2 separate regions of the Mus musculus genome follow, and region 1 is linked to region 2. Evidence: chromatin contacts called from public promoter capture Hi-C data. All regions are on one chromosome and are shown on one strand. The core of a region is the stretch at or near the end of the contact, and the rest is flanking DNA. Distances in the headings are between cores, read along the strand shown. Region 1 overlaps Srebf2 (sterol regulatory element binding factor 2). Region 2 has its middle 13 kb from the start of Tob2.

Region 1 (4,104 bases), core at 513-3,012, 340 kb before region 2:
TAGTTTCCTTACGCCCTGTCACGTAGACTACCATGATACACTTGTGGCAAAAGATCAGCGTTACCACACACATGTTCTCCGTCTGTTCTCAGAGTATCACCTCCATTACCAAGTGGTGACAGGCAGAGATAAAATATTCCAGTGTGTTCAGTTATCTATGCAAAGTGGGGCACTGAGGGAAATGTGGCTCTCTCTGCTGGAGTAAGAGAAAGCCCGAGGTCAGCAGATGTTGTGAACCAGCGATAGTGAGGGTTGGGAATTAGCCAGCTGTGAACAACCAGCGCAGGCCCCGTCCTGTGCCAGGCGACGAGGGAAGCACTCCCTAACTTCCCACCTCGCAGCTGCCCTGCGAGCTCTGCAGAGCGCTGCTCTTTGTTATTTGTGGATCTATAGTCCCGAGATCAATCAATACAAGGTATTCCCTCAAAACAGTCTGTAGATAAACAGACAGGAGATGTAATAAGACTCTGAAAATGAGTTACACATGAATCCCACGGGGGTGGGGGGGTGGAGAGACAGATAGACAGACAGACATGCTGTGTATTTCTATGAACTGAGGCTTTTACTTCAGTGCACCAGAATGTCCCCGTAAGGCTCTCTGCCTGAAAAGCCCAGCAAGGGGGACATCTTGCTGCATTTTCTTCATCACTCTTTGCCTTTGTGGAAGAACAAGTGACCCCCCCCCCCAAATCCTTCAAGTGGCAGGGTGCATTCTGCTTTTAGGCCCAGGATGGGAAAGCACTCAGGGAAACATTATGGCCTGACTGCAAAATGTCACCCATAGGCTCGTGTGTCTGAATACTTGGTCCCCAGCTGGTGGTCCCCAATTTGGGGAGCTGTGGAACTTTTTGGCCATGGTATAATTGGGAATTATATAGGGATACAGAGGTCACTATGAGGGGTGTAGGCTGGCCCCTGTTCCTGGTTTATCTGATTCCTAACTGCTACTGCAGTGTAATTAGGCATGGCCTGTCGCTGCTGCCACACCCTCTCTGCCTTGATGGACCATACCCTTTCCAAAAGCTACTTTACCACAGGGACGGGGGAAAGTAAGCCAATAATACAGGAACTGAACAGTACTCACAGCCAAGAAGCCCAGCTTGCCTCCACAGCGGGTCTTGAGCCCCATGGCCGCTGTCAGGTGGATCTCAATCAGTGTGCTTGGTAGGATTTTCTCCTCCGCACACTCGGCCAGGTTCACAGCACACAGAGCCATGTGCACATCTGAACAGGCAGATCCCGCCGGAAGCTTCCCTAGGGCGGGCAGAAACAGACACTCATGTCAACAGTCTCCAAGACGACAGTCTCATTGCCTCTCCAGTACAATCATTAACAGCGATTGTAAACCGTCACCTACAGACTCAGGGGTTTTAGCACGGGGTCTGCACTTGGTGGCACTCCCCACCTGGGCAGACTGTGTTGCCTTTATAAGGTGGGCCTAGGTGACAGATGGGAGCTATTGGGGCGGGCCTTTGAGGACTACCGCACACCTCCAGATCCAGGCTGACTCCGCATTCTCTCTGTGGCTGAAAGCTGCCTTTGGCCACGAAGGACTATACTCTGCAAACCGAGAACCAAAGCAAACATCTCCTCTTATTTGTGTCAAAGAGGTGCCAGAGGAGACGAGAAGTGGCCTTTGTGCTCAGAAAGGTGCAAAGGTGCGGACGGGATGCAGGCTCAGCAAGTTACTAGCTATGTGGCTCCCTGCCTCTCCTACCGACTGGAACTTGGCTTGTGGTTACTGTTAGGATTAGCTGCTAGGAGTGCTGGTCACTGGACAGAAGTCAGGTGTGTGGTGCAATCCTTCCCAAAGCCCTGTCACTAGCACGGCCACATTCTGTTGGTAAAGGGCTAAATTTCCAAATATTTGAAGGGAGACAATGAAAACAACACAAAACCCAAGTGGCTCTTGGTTTCCTTACCCTCCTCCTACATACTTCACAGAAGGGAAACAGAGCGAGACAATGCTAGTCACACACTGGTTGGATCAGCAGGGAGATAGTTTATACCGTGAGGTCAGGGGACAGACAAGGTGCCCCTGGCACAGGCCCAAGGCCCCATTGTAGCTGTCCTGAGCTTTCACAGAGTTGCAGCCTTCTGACCTCAGGGCCTCCATGGCCTCTTGTCCTCACCAGCTGAGGGGGCCTCGTAACCAGCTGCGTCCTTATGATAAGCAGGAGGCGCTCCTAGTGCCTGAGGTCACTCTGTATTAGTGTGGGCTATCTGCTTTCCCCACAAAACTCTAAGCTTTCTCCTTCAGAGAGGACAGAGCACAGTACGAGAGCCACGCTGGGGTCAGCCCTGTCCCTTCAGAGGCCCCTAGGTCCTGGGGGGAGGGAATGGTCAGCGAGTGTAGACACGGGCTGATGGAAACCGTTCTAGTTGGAACTCTAAAACTGAGCAGCTTAGTCTCGTGGTCGGAGATCGGGCATGGAGTCTGTTCTCAGGGCGCCATGAGGGGGCAAAACCCAAGAACAAAAGCAGTGCTGCAGGACAGAGCTGAGGAGCAGGACAAAGCTGAAGGTGGGGATTTCCTGGCAAAGCCGCAAGCTCACCTCAGGCTGCTCCCCTCTGGCTAAAGCTCAAAGCAGCAGGTAGCTCTGGACTTCACCTACTGCTCATGGGTACAGCAGCAGCAATCGTCTCTTCAATCGTTTGTCCTTACCCTGTCCCTCTTACCCAAGGGCCAAACACCTCTGACCTTTGACAAACTCTCCTCTGACCTTTGACTGACATCCCTCTCGGGCAGGGTCTGTTTGTTTTTCTGAGACATCATGTGCCGTTGGTTGACCTGAAACACTCTGTAGACCAGGCTGGTCTCAAACTCGGAGTCGTACCCGCCTCTGCCTCCCCAGTGCTGGGATTAAAGGATGTGCCACGATGTCTAGTTACACAGTTCCCGTCTTGACTACACTGCCCCACCCGTCCTCTGCATGAGAGGTCCCTTTCATGGGCTCCCTTGAAGGCCCAGGGCCCATCAGTTGGGCCGCAGACTCCACAGGTCCAACGTCTACCAGGTATTTCTCCTCCATGTCTCACGGCAACTGTCCAGCACAGGGCAGCACAGCCTGGCTTGGCAAATGGCCTTTCCTCCCGTTTCTCTCAGTTCTGTCAACAAACCAAACTCCTGAGCAGGAAACCAAGAGCCATCATAATCCGCACTTTTAATTTTAAACACTTATTATTTTATGTGTCTGCGTGTACCATGGACGTGTGTAAGTCCAAGCACGTCGTGGGGGACTTAGTTGGCTCCTGCCACTGAGTCACTGGGGTTGATTCAGGTCATTATGCTCGGTGGCAAGGGCCTTACTGACTGAGCCACCTTGCTAGTCCTATCTCTTCTTCTTCCTTTTTTTTTTTGAGACAAGGTCTCATGTAGCCCAGGTTGGCCCAGGACGATCCTGCACTCCTGAGCCTTCCTGGTGCTGGGATTGTAGTATGTGTATCCGGCCATGCTTAAGTGTGGAGAGACAGTACTGTGAATAATGTTCATCTTAGAAAAGGGGTTTTTGCCGTGCGGTGGTGGCACATTCTTTAATCCCAGTACTTTGGAAGCAGAGACAGGCGGATTTCTGAGTTCGAGGACAGCCTGGTCTACAAAGTGAGTTCTAGGACAGCCATGGCTATACAGAGAAACCCTGTCTCAAACAAAACAAAACAAAACAAAACAAAACAAAACAAAAAAAAAGGGGGGGGGCTTGTTCTGTTTTGTTTTGTTCTTTGTGACAGGGTTTCTCTGTGTAATCCTGGCTGTCCTGGAACTCACTCTGTAGACCAGACTGGCCTCGAACTCAGAAATCTACCCACCTGTCTCTGAGAGCTGGGATTAAAGGCATGTGCATCTACACCCAAGTCCATCTTCGAAATAGTTAAGCTCAAGGCTGGAGAGATAGCCCAGTGGTTAAGAACACTTGCTGCTCTTCCAGAGGACCCAGGTTCAATTCTCAGCACCCACATGGCTGCTCACAACCACAGGCACCTCCAGTTCCAGGGGATCTGGCGCCCTCTTCTGGCCTCCACTAGGCATTGCCCCCACACGTGGTACACATCTATACACATAAAATCAATACATTTTTTTAAAAAAAGGAAGGAAGTGAGGGAGGA
Region 2 (4,138 bases), core at 875-3,374:
AGCTTAGAAGTGGCTTCCAAGTTAGGTTCCTTCTCTAAATTTACAAAATTAATAAGTAGCCAGCTGAGGTGGTGAGTCCTATCTGACTTTCTTATTTGGTCCATCAATAGAGGGTAGTGGCAGGCCCTTATGAATCGCCTGCCTTCACAGGTGTGGCATCTCAAGATAATTGATCGAACTGAGTACCAGGGAAGAAAATCTGGGGCAAGGTGGGCAAGCCCTCACCACCCAAACCTGAGCTATAGCTAGAAACCTCAAACCAACCAGGCGGTGGTGGTGCACACCTTTAGCCCAGCACTTGGGAGTCAAAGGCATACAGATCTCTGAGTTTGAGGCCACACTAGTCAACAGAGCAAGTTCCAGACAGCTGGGGCTACACACAGAAATCCTGACTCAGGGAAAAAAAAAAAAATGTCCAACCGAACATCCACTAAGACAAGGTCCTAGCCACACTGAGGTCAACCCGTTTTCCTTCCACAGAGCCTGTGGAACAAAGGGAGAGCTTGGTCTACACAGGGCCAATTGCAGAGGTCCTGACAGAAGGCCAGCCTGCCCCACGCCTCAGGTCCAGGTTGCCTGTCAGCAGGGCTGTTTATGGAAACACGGGTCCTGACTCAGCAGGATCACCCTGCTCCACTCCATGTCCCGTACTTGGACACGAAGGGTCTGGGCGATGCGCAGCCCAGGGTCTGAGGCTTCTGGAACAGCGAGCCCTTCCAGTTCAAGGGTGGGACACTACAGATTGGAACAGTCTGCCCCAGCCGGTTCCCCCACAGCACCCTCATTGCATTCAGACCTCCACTTAGTCCCAAACAGCTCAGTGGCTCTGAAGAGTCCTAGGGAGGAGACCTAGAGGCTCAAGGGGCTGCTTGAGCTAGAAAGAATACGTGGTGGAAGCCAGAGAAGTGACTCAATGGTTAAGGTCACTTGCCACTAAGCATATTGAGGAGGAAGAGGAGGAGGAGGAGGAGGAGGAGGAGGACTCGAAATTCTGTCTTAAAAATAAATAAATGAATAAATAAATGAATAAATAAATAAATGTATGTTTTGGTTGGCTGAGAAAGAGTTCTTCCTCCCCAAAGGCTTTCCCCACTTGTGCATGAGATTCTGTCCTGGGACTACAGGTAGCAGATCAATTTCAAGACAGCCCCCAGGTTTCCTGGAAGTACCAAAAGACTACATGTTTGCTACTGAAGAGAAACACAAGGTTCTCTCTCCCTCTCTCCAGGGGAGCCTGTCAGGAAGAGTAGACCCCCTTCAACACGGGTTCCAGTCCCATCCTGACATGCTACAGCTTTGAGGCCTTGAGCACACGGCTCCCCCCTGTTTCCACGCCTCATCCTCTCCTCTCTAAGGCGGGGTGAATTGCATCTCCTTATGAAAAGGCAATAATGGGTGGACGAGGCTGATCACACTGGCCGGTCTGGATTAAACCAGGCAAGTATCATTTTCATCACCGCTTTATTGTCCATCCTAGATGCTCTGGCTAGCCCAGCCCAGTTCTACCTCCCCTGCATCAGCAAACAGGCCGAAACCCAAGCTGGGGTGGAAAAGGAAGCCTTGAGCTGCACCTGCCCTGCCCTTTGCCTAGTTAGCCGAGGCTGCTTGTCTCAGCAAGAGGATGTGGAGCTCTGCCCTTCTCCTGGGGCCCAGCCCCTTGCCTCGGGATAGGAGGAGCCTTTGACATGTGTCCCTGCAGCCTCCCGGGAGTTCCTCCCTGGAGAGGCAGATAGAGAAATAGGGGTGAGTCACTGAACCCTGTTCCCTTGTCATTGTCTGCCTGAGTCAGTGTCCTTAGGCCACAGGGATGACACTCTGTGGCCTTTTCCCTGTGAGCCAACACACACACCCCTCCTCCCTGCCCTGGGCCTGATCAGTCTGGCCAGGTCTTGCCTGGGTGCAGCCAGAAAAGTCTCTAAGCCCCCTGGGCAACATGACTTTGAATTTAGGGAGTTTCACTGCCAGGGGAAAAAAAAAAAGAAAACGAAAGAAAGAAAAAAAAGAAAAAAGTAGGTTCTAGGTCCTCAAAGCTGCCAATTTACTGTGTGACCTTGAAACTCTCTTGATGTCCATCTCATTTGTACAATAAGCAATGGTAGGGTCAGGTCCCTCTCCAGCTAGGCCATCTGAGCCGTTTCTGGCCAATGCTTCTCCCTGCTCTAGTGAGTCCCCTGTGCTGTGACATCATCCCTGCCTAGAAAGGGTGAAATGATGGGCTAGTTCCTAGGCAGGACCCCAGAACAGCTGAGACACCATCTACACACAATGACCTATCCTAACTACTCCTGGGCTGCAACAGAACTAGGGAAGGCTGACCAGGAGAAGGAGCCTGGCTACAGCCTGGACCTCTGGGCTCTTCTAGCTCTACCCTGACCTAATCCACTCTACTTCACACTGGAGCACTCAGCTTGGAGTCAGGAATGCTTCAGTGGTACAGCGCTTGCCTAATGAAGCATGCGATACCACCGTCAAAAACAAAAATAAAACCTGGTGGCAATAGTGCATGCCTTTGATCCCATTAACCAGGAGTGGGGGGTATGGGTAGGAGGGGGTGAATCTCTGTGAGTTCAAGGCCAGCCTGGTCTACAGAGTGAGTTCCAGGACAGCCAGGGCTACACAGGGAAACTTGGTCTCAAAAAAAAAAAAAAAAAAAAAAAAACAAGCTGCCCTCGTTAGTTCTGACACTTTTTTAGACATGAGAAAAATACCAGACGCATAGAAGACATGATTTTTGTTTTGTTTCTCTGTGTAGCTCTGGCTGTCCTGGAACTCACTTTGTAGACCAGGCTGGCCTCAAACTCAGAAATCCGACTGCCTCTGCCTCCCTAGTGCTGGGATTAAAGGCGTGCGCCACCATGCCCAGCCAGAAGACACGATTCTTGTCTCTTGATGTGAGGTTCTCTGGACTACAAACAAACAAACAAAACCCATGGGGCTGGAGATGAAGGTCACCTGGTAAAGTCCTTGCCTAGCATCCGTGAAGGCCTGGGTTTGGTCTCTAGCATTATATAAACTGGGGAGCTGGCGCAGGCCTCTAATCCCAGTGCTTGGGAGGTGGAGTTCAAGGCCATCCTTGACTATACAGGGAGTTTGAAGCCAACCTAGTTTACATGAGACAGGGAACCGGAAGGTGTTGGGCAGGCTCTGGAAAACCAGAATGTTCACCAGGCAGTAACTTGTGCTACCAAAGCTGTGTAAAAACTGTTTTCTTTTCAAGTTACATGGTAAGACTGGCCGCTAGAGATAATTACAGAAGAGGCTGGATGGCCCAATGGTTAAGAGCACTAGGTGCTGTCCCGGAGGAACTAGGTTCAATTCCTAGTGGCACAGTTCCAGGAGACTGGACACCAGTCAAGCACATGGTATACATGTTTAAATGCAGGCAAAACATTCATACACATTAAAAAAAAAAAAGATAATTACAGCGGCTGAAGATGATGGCTCAGCAGTTAAGATGGCTCAGTTGCCAGTATCTATGTTAGCTCAGGTCACAACTGCTTGTAACTCCAGCTCCAGCGGAATCTAATGCCTCTGGACTCTGAGAGCACTGTACTCATCTGTACACACAGGCCCTATACACACACACATAATTAAAGTCGAAACAAGCTGAGAATGGAGCATACCTTTAATCTCAGTGATGGGGAGACAAAGGTCTGCCTTTGAGATTAAAGGTAGGGGGATCTCTGTTAGTTTAAGGCCAGCCTGGTTTACATAGCAAGTTCCAAGACAGCTCTTACTAACATAATAAGAATAATATAATAATACTAAATATATAATAATAAGCTAAAAATAAATATTTTGGGTTTTTTTTTGTTCTGTTTTGTTTTGACATTAAAAAGCAAAACAACTCTCGAACCAGGCTGCTTCAGCCATGAACAACGCCGAAATGGCCAAGATTAAGGCTCTGGACTGCGCGGCAAGAAGAAGGAGGAGCTGTTGAAACAACTGGGCGATCTGAAGGTGGAATTGTCCCAGCTTCGGGTCGCCAAAGTGACAGGCGGCGCCACATCCAAGCTCTCCAAGATACGAGTGGTTCGCAAATCTATCGCCCAAGTCCTCACTGTTATTAGCCAAACTCAAAAAGAAAACCTCAGGAAATTCTTCAAGGGCAAGAAATGCAAGCCCCTAGACCTGCAAC

What was found. Promoter capture Hi-C pulls out the DNA fragments that hold promoters and counts their contacts.
Region 1: a promoter capture Hi-C map of liver shows a contact between it and region 2, with 3 times the contacts expected there. The contact joins two enhancer-like sites. A contact is called at or near these places in 3 of 39 promoter capture datasets (liver, pre-B cells and stem cell-derived epiblast-like cells) and 1 of 115 datasets of contacts at active chromatin or transcription factors (embryonic stem cells).

The regions. Positions count from the first base shown.
Region 1 is chr15:82,182,414-82,186,517 of GRCm38.p6, reverse strand. It overlaps Srebf2 (sterol regulatory element binding factor 2), which reads right to left. Exons shown (of 19, transcript NM_033218.1): 11 at 1,085-1,254. Among named protein-coding and RNA genes, the nearest start is that of Mir33, 14 kb to the left of the region's middle. Within about 2 kb of position 1,762, at least 30 of the 459 cell types and tissues checked have an H3K27ac peak or open chromatin away from gene starts, as enhancers often do. A contact at or near this core is called in liver, where this site is marked.
Region 2 is chr15:81,843,462-81,847,599 of GRCm38.p6, reverse strand. It overlaps the pseudogene Gm8444. Among named protein-coding and RNA genes, the nearest start is that of Tob2, 13 kb to the left of the region's middle. Within about 2 kb of position 2,124, at least 118 of the 459 cell types and tissues checked have an H3K27ac peak or open chromatin away from gene starts, as enhancers often do. A contact at or near this core is called in liver, where this site is marked.